Linked DNA regions of Sus scrofa: region 2 is linked to region 1. The links are chromatin contacts, called in public Hi-C maps. All regions are on one chromosome and are shown on one strand. Each heading gives the region's core, a stretch centred on a gene start, on an enhancer-like site or on the middle of the called end of the contact. The rest is flanking DNA. Distances are from core to core; before and after follow the strand shown.

Region 1 (2,789 bases), core at 17-2,516:
GGTATTTATTTATATCGCCTCTGACTCTCCTTGCCAGGAATCTGGTGAGTAATGTGTGATGTTGATGAGCATGGGTCACTCCTGTTAACAACGGCTCAGGTGTCTTGAGTGAGGACTTACCCCAGGCCAGACATCAGCTCCCATGGTAGGGGCCTCCTTTCATCTGCTACTCTCCCTTTGGGGAGTGTATTTTTATATATTATCTCATGTGGCGTTCAATATTATCACCATTCCGTTTTACAGATGAACAGGAGCTCCCATTGTGGCTCAGGCGGCTTAAGAACCGGATACAGTGTCCACGAAGATTTGGGTTCAATCCCTGGCCTTGATCAGTGGGTTAAGGATCCGGCTTTGTCACAAGCTCCAGCATAGGTCACAGATGTGACTTGGATCCAGTGTCGCTGTGGCTGCAGCTCTGACTTGATCCCTAGCCTGGGACCTTCCCTATGCTGCAGGTGTGGCCTTAGAAAGACAAACAGATGAACCAACTGAGGCTCAGAGAGGGAAGGGTGCCCTGGACCCAGCAGCTTGCAAGTGACAGGGCCAGGATTTGGCCCACGGTCCCGATTCCTAGCTGGGTGCTGACAGGAAGTGGCAAGACTATAGAGATGAACAGGAGCTGCTTCTACTCTTGGGGAGTCACAGCCCAGTGCAGAGGAAAGGCCTGCGATGGGTCATTCATTCATTCATGAAATGCTTACTGTGTGCTGGGTTTGTGCCAGGGTTGGGGGATATCTGAAGGCTTAAGACTCGGTACTTTCTGTTTAGGCCCTTGCCTTTAAATAGCTTTAAAATGTAATATACAGAAGTCCCCGGGGATACCTTCAAAGCACCCTCCGCCCCCGCAGATGCCAAAACCGCGGGTAGGACGGAACCCTGCGGTAATCCCCCGCTTATCTGCGATTTCCTCTCCTGGTTTGTTATCCAACAGACCCCAGAAAAAACCTCCACATAACTTGGTTTTAAACCACAGTGTACGCGGCTAGAGTGGAGGAGATATTTGATTACAGTCCAGTGCGATGCGTATACCCTCTCTTGAATGCCGCGCGCGCCGCAGCGCGTGTGTAGAAGAGGCGAGGACGAGGTGGCCCTGAGCAGGGTCCCGGGGGCGCCTCCAGGCATGGAAGGCTGTGGGGAGACGGTCCGGGGGAACAGGAGGCATCCTGGCCTGACTGCCCCAGAAGCCGGAGCAGGCGGTCCCTGTCGCCGGGGCAGGGAGCTCATCGCGGCTGTAATTAGTCACACTGGGAGGAGCCGGGTGACCTCACGCTGGCCTGGACTCTGCGGCCATTTAACCGGTTTCCTTTTGCCGGGGAGGCCGCGCTGCTTCTCAAGTCCGCGAGGTGGGTGGAGGGCTGCATTCACGCATGTAAGGAAGGGTGAGACGCCTGGGGTGGCTCCCCGGGTGCCCGGGACTGTGTGGGGGATGGAGAAGTTGGGTGCGCCGCGAGTAAACAAGTTAGGGAGCAGCTGCGAGCAGCGGCCTCCCGGTACCCGCCCACCCGGACGGAGGGCGGGACGCGCCGGTCGCCCCACTGACTTTCTGGGACGCGGCGCACCTAGACAGGCGACACCGATCGCGCTCTCGACCCCTGCGCCGCCAGCCTCTCCTGCATCAGGTGAACCTCCCTGCCCCCTAAAAACGATTCATCCCTTCACGGCCAAGTGCAAGGGCAGGGAGAGGGCCCAGAAGGACTCAGCAGGGAGTGAGGCGGTTGTTCTCGGAGACCAACCGCGCAGGGTCTCCCTGCCAAAAGCCACAGTTCCCTGGGGTCTTGGAGGCGCTGTGTCCTCTTAATGACATAATGATTCCCTGCTCCCCTTGCCACAGGCATTTCTGCAGCTGATACAGTCAACTCCAGCCTGAAATAGAGGGCTCACATCGCCTGAGAAGATGCGCGCCCTGATTGTAAGTTTGGGGAAGGAGTGGGCGAGGGATGGGGGCCGTGTTTCTGTGGCGACTCATTGTCCCAAAGCCCGAGTCATCACTTCAGAGAGAGGGTCCTTGCGGATATGGGGCCACACCTCTGCTGGCCGCTGGGTATCAGGTGTCAGATGCGGGTCAGTGAGCGAATACTTGGGTGGGCAGGTTTGGAGGCCGGAAACAAGCCCCCAGAAAGGCAGGACCTATAGGAGCAGGGAAGCAGCAAGGGGAGACTTGCTCCACCAAGGTCCTGTGCTGCCTTCCTGAGTCAGATCAGAACCCCTGGACAGGGCCCCAGGGCTGCACCTGCTGCCCTGGCACCTGGGTCTGACCAGGCAGCCTTTTCTGGTCTCAGTGGATGCACCTCATGACTCACCCTGCCAGCAATTTCCAAACTCTCACTTTTCCTATTTCTAACCTGTGCTGGGATTCAGAAATCACAAAGGGGCTTAGCTGGTGCTTCCTTTCAACCTAGCAGGACCCGGATGCAGAGAGGTTCTGAGACTGACTTTTGAAGTAGACTGCCCTGGTAAATTGCCCTGGCATGGTGTTCTTGTGGCACCTGGATCAAGTTTCAAATCCACTCTGTTCTCCACAGGGAGAATGATATGACTGCACACTTAGGTAGTACTTGGACTTCCCGTGTGGCTCACAACATACATACTCACGAAGTACTCAGAACAGTACTTTGCAGGCATAGGTGCTCGGCTGTAATCCATTGGGATTATGATTATGATTTAATTCACGCAAAGGGCTTTCACACAGTGCCTGGCATTAGGGTGTGCCTGGCATTAGGGTGTGCCTGGCATATTTAATGCCTGGGGCAGTCATTTAAAAACATCCCTCTCCTTTGTCTAAAATGTTT
Region 2 (2,806 bases), core at 246-2,745, 33 kb after region 1:
CTCCACAGGGAGTTCCCATTGTGGCTCCAAGGGTTATGAACCCAACTGGTATCCATGAGGATGTGGGTTCGATCCCTGGCCTTGCTTAGTGGGTTAAGGATCTGGGGTTGCTGTGAGCTGTGGTGTAGGTTGCAGATGTGGCTCAGATTTGGTGTTGCTGTGGCTGTGGCTAGGGGTTGAATCAGAGCCACAGCCACCACAAAGCCAGATCCAAGCCACATCTGTGACCTACACTGCAGCTGGCGGCAACGCTGGATCCTTAATCCACTGAGTGAGGTGGGGGATTGAACCCGCACCCTAACGGACACTATGTCGGGTTCATAACCTTCTGAGCCACAACGGGAACTCCTGGCCAAGTTGAATCTTGACTCCTGTAGTCAAAGGCTGTATTCTCAACCACCTTTTCCCCACTAGACATCCAGTCGGCTGGCAGCCTCTCTGCCCCCACAGCAGCTCAACCCCCTGGTCGAGGGTGTGGCTGGCTCAGCTGAGTCAGGAGAAGATGGGATGCTGGCTGTTCTCAGAGTGTTCCTGAAATAGAACTCTTGGGCCAGGGCTTATCTCACATTCTGATTGTAACCAGGGCAACATACCTCCTCTTCCCGCAAACTCCAGAAAGGCGTTGCCCTGTTGCCGACTCCAACCTCACCCCAGGATCCCCGGCCCAGGCTTGAGAGGCCCCGGGATTGCCTGGGATGTTCTGGGATCCTGGGGGGCATAACACTGGCCTCAGACTTAGGTTCCAGTCTTGCTCTTCTACTCACTAGATAAGGATCTGTGGCAAGTCGCTTAACCTCCCTGAGACTCAGTCTTCTCATCCGTCAAGTGGGATCGTGACAGTCCTTACTCAGTGGAGTGAGTAACCAGTGGATACGCTGGGTCAAGTGTTGAGCACCTTGTCTGGCACGTTGGGCTCTGTAAGTCAGAGCTCCATCACTCACAAGAATCCCTCGGGCCTGGTACGAGGCAGGTGGTCCTTGAGGAGGCATTTTAGTCAGAGACTCACTTGCTGACCCACACACCCGCCATGCTAAAATGTGCTCACACCCAGCTTATGTACATGGTTCTGACTCACTCTCGTGCTGCACACCCAACCACACCGTCTCCTGGACACCCTCTCCTTCTCTTCTTTGTCCCCTGAAGAGCTCATCGCCAGCCTGGCCACCCCAGTAAAGAGAGGGGCTTTACTGGGCAAGGAGAGCTCCCTCCTCTCTGCTTCCTGCAGGTGATGAACAGAGGGAGCCTGGGGACTGGGCTGGGGCTCCTTGTAGGTCAGGTTCTAGAATGTTCCCCAACGAGGGCCCCCCTCTGCCTGTCTCTGGTTTTTCTGTCCCAGGCCGAACCAAGAGTAAGACTCAGAGCCCTTACTGAGCTTCCTCCCTTGGGCTGGGAGCACTGGGCCTTCTACGTGGGAAAGGGCTGTGTGTAAGGCTGGTGCTCTGTGGGCGTACCAGGGTTGAGGCGGAGAGTGTCCACAGTTGCACAATCATGTGCTTGTTCTCACTTCAGCGCCTGGCACGGGCACTCGACAGCATTTGCTGAATGTCTTATGCTCTCCCTGCAGGGTACGGACCAGGCTAGTCTTCGTGAGCAGTGAGGGGAGAGACTGTTGACCTTTATTCCACTGGAGAGTGGGGTTCAGTTCCAGCCAACCCACTGTACTGGGGAGGCGTCCCTTCATGGGTCCAACCTCCCATGTATTCATTGGCCTGAAAGGACACAGGAGGGTGAGAGGCCGCGCCTTCCTTCAAACAGTTTACAGCTGGCTGCACAACGTGAGGAAAGGAGTGTGCGCCCCCCAACTAGACAGAATCAGTTTGGAATCTTTTTTTTTTTTTTTTTTTGCTTTTGTCTTTTTAGGGCCGAACCTGCGGCATATGGAGGTTCCCAGGCGAGGGGTCAAATTCAAGGTGCAGCTGTCGGCCTATACCACAGCTCACGGCAACGCTGGATCCTTAACCCACTGAGCGAGGCCAGGGATCCAACCTGCATCCACATGGATGCAAGTTGGGTTTGTTAACTACTGAGCCACGATGGGAACTCCCAGTTTGGAATCTTGAGTCTTCTCCTTACTGACCGTGTGACTTGCACAGGTGACCTGACCTTGCTAAGTTTGGCTCCACCCTCTGCAGAGGAGGTAAGAACCTACCTCCCGGGGGTGGAGGGATGGATTGAGGTAGTATGTGGGGGAGGCCCTGGTGCATGGCTTGGCCAGGTGCTGAACCAGGCCCCCTTTCCTTCTGGAGCATCATGGCATTGAAGAAAATGCCCAAGGAGTTCCCGTTGTGGCTCAGCGGGTTAACAACCTGACTAGTATCCATGAGGATGCGGGTTTGATCCCTGGCCTTGCTCAGTGAGTGAAGGATCCGGTATTACTGCAACCTGTGGTATAGGTTGTGGATGCAGCTTGGATATGCTGTGGCTGTGTCGTAAGCTTCAGCTGAAGCTTCCATTTGACACATAGCCCAGGAACTTCCATGTGCTACAGGTGTGGCTGTAAAAAAAAAATATAAAAAAAAGAAAGAAAAAAATAAAGAAAATGTCCAAACCCTGGAAACCACTCAATAGCAGGGAACTGCCAAATAAGAGAGATAACTTGCATGTGATGGCATGTTATATAACCATTACAACAGCTGTTCCGCAGGTGTGTGTTACACATGTATGCATGTTTGTGTGTGTATTCAAATTCAGTTAAAAATTAGGCTTATGGAGGAATAATTGACAAATAGTCAAATTTACTCTTTTTAGTATAAAGTCCTATGACTTGGCGTTCTTGTCATGGCGCAGCGGAAACGAATCCGACTAG

What was found. Hi-C and Micro-C count contacts between places; a contact is called where the count stands out from the background.
Region 2: a contact with region 1 is called in a Hi-C map of alveolar macrophages, with 2.4 times the contacts expected there. The contact joins the enhancer-like site here to the promoter of PLA2G16 in region 1. A contact is called at or near these places in 16 of 47 Hi-C or Micro-C datasets (adipose tissue, alveolar macrophages, blood and 8 more) and 2 of 2 datasets of contacts at active chromatin or transcription factors (alveolar macrophages and skeletal muscle).

Annotation. Positions count from the first base shown.
Region 1 is chr2:8,412,125-8,414,913 of Sscrofa11.1, forward strand. It overlaps PLA2G16 (phospholipase A2 group XVI), which reads left to right and starts at 1,267. Exons shown (of 5, transcript NM_001244514.1): 1 at 1,267-1,343; 2 at 1,832-1,909. The coding sequence starts at 1,895.
Region 2 is chr2:8,444,851-8,447,656 of Sscrofa11.1, forward strand. No RefSeq gene overlaps it. Among named protein-coding and RNA genes, the nearest start is that of LGALS12, 29 kb to the right of the region's middle. Within about 2 kb of position 1,496, at least 16 of the 83 cell types and tissues checked have an H3K27ac peak or open chromatin away from gene starts, as enhancers often do. A contact at or near this core is called in adipose tissue, alveolar macrophages, mesenteric adipose tissue and 2 more, where this site is marked.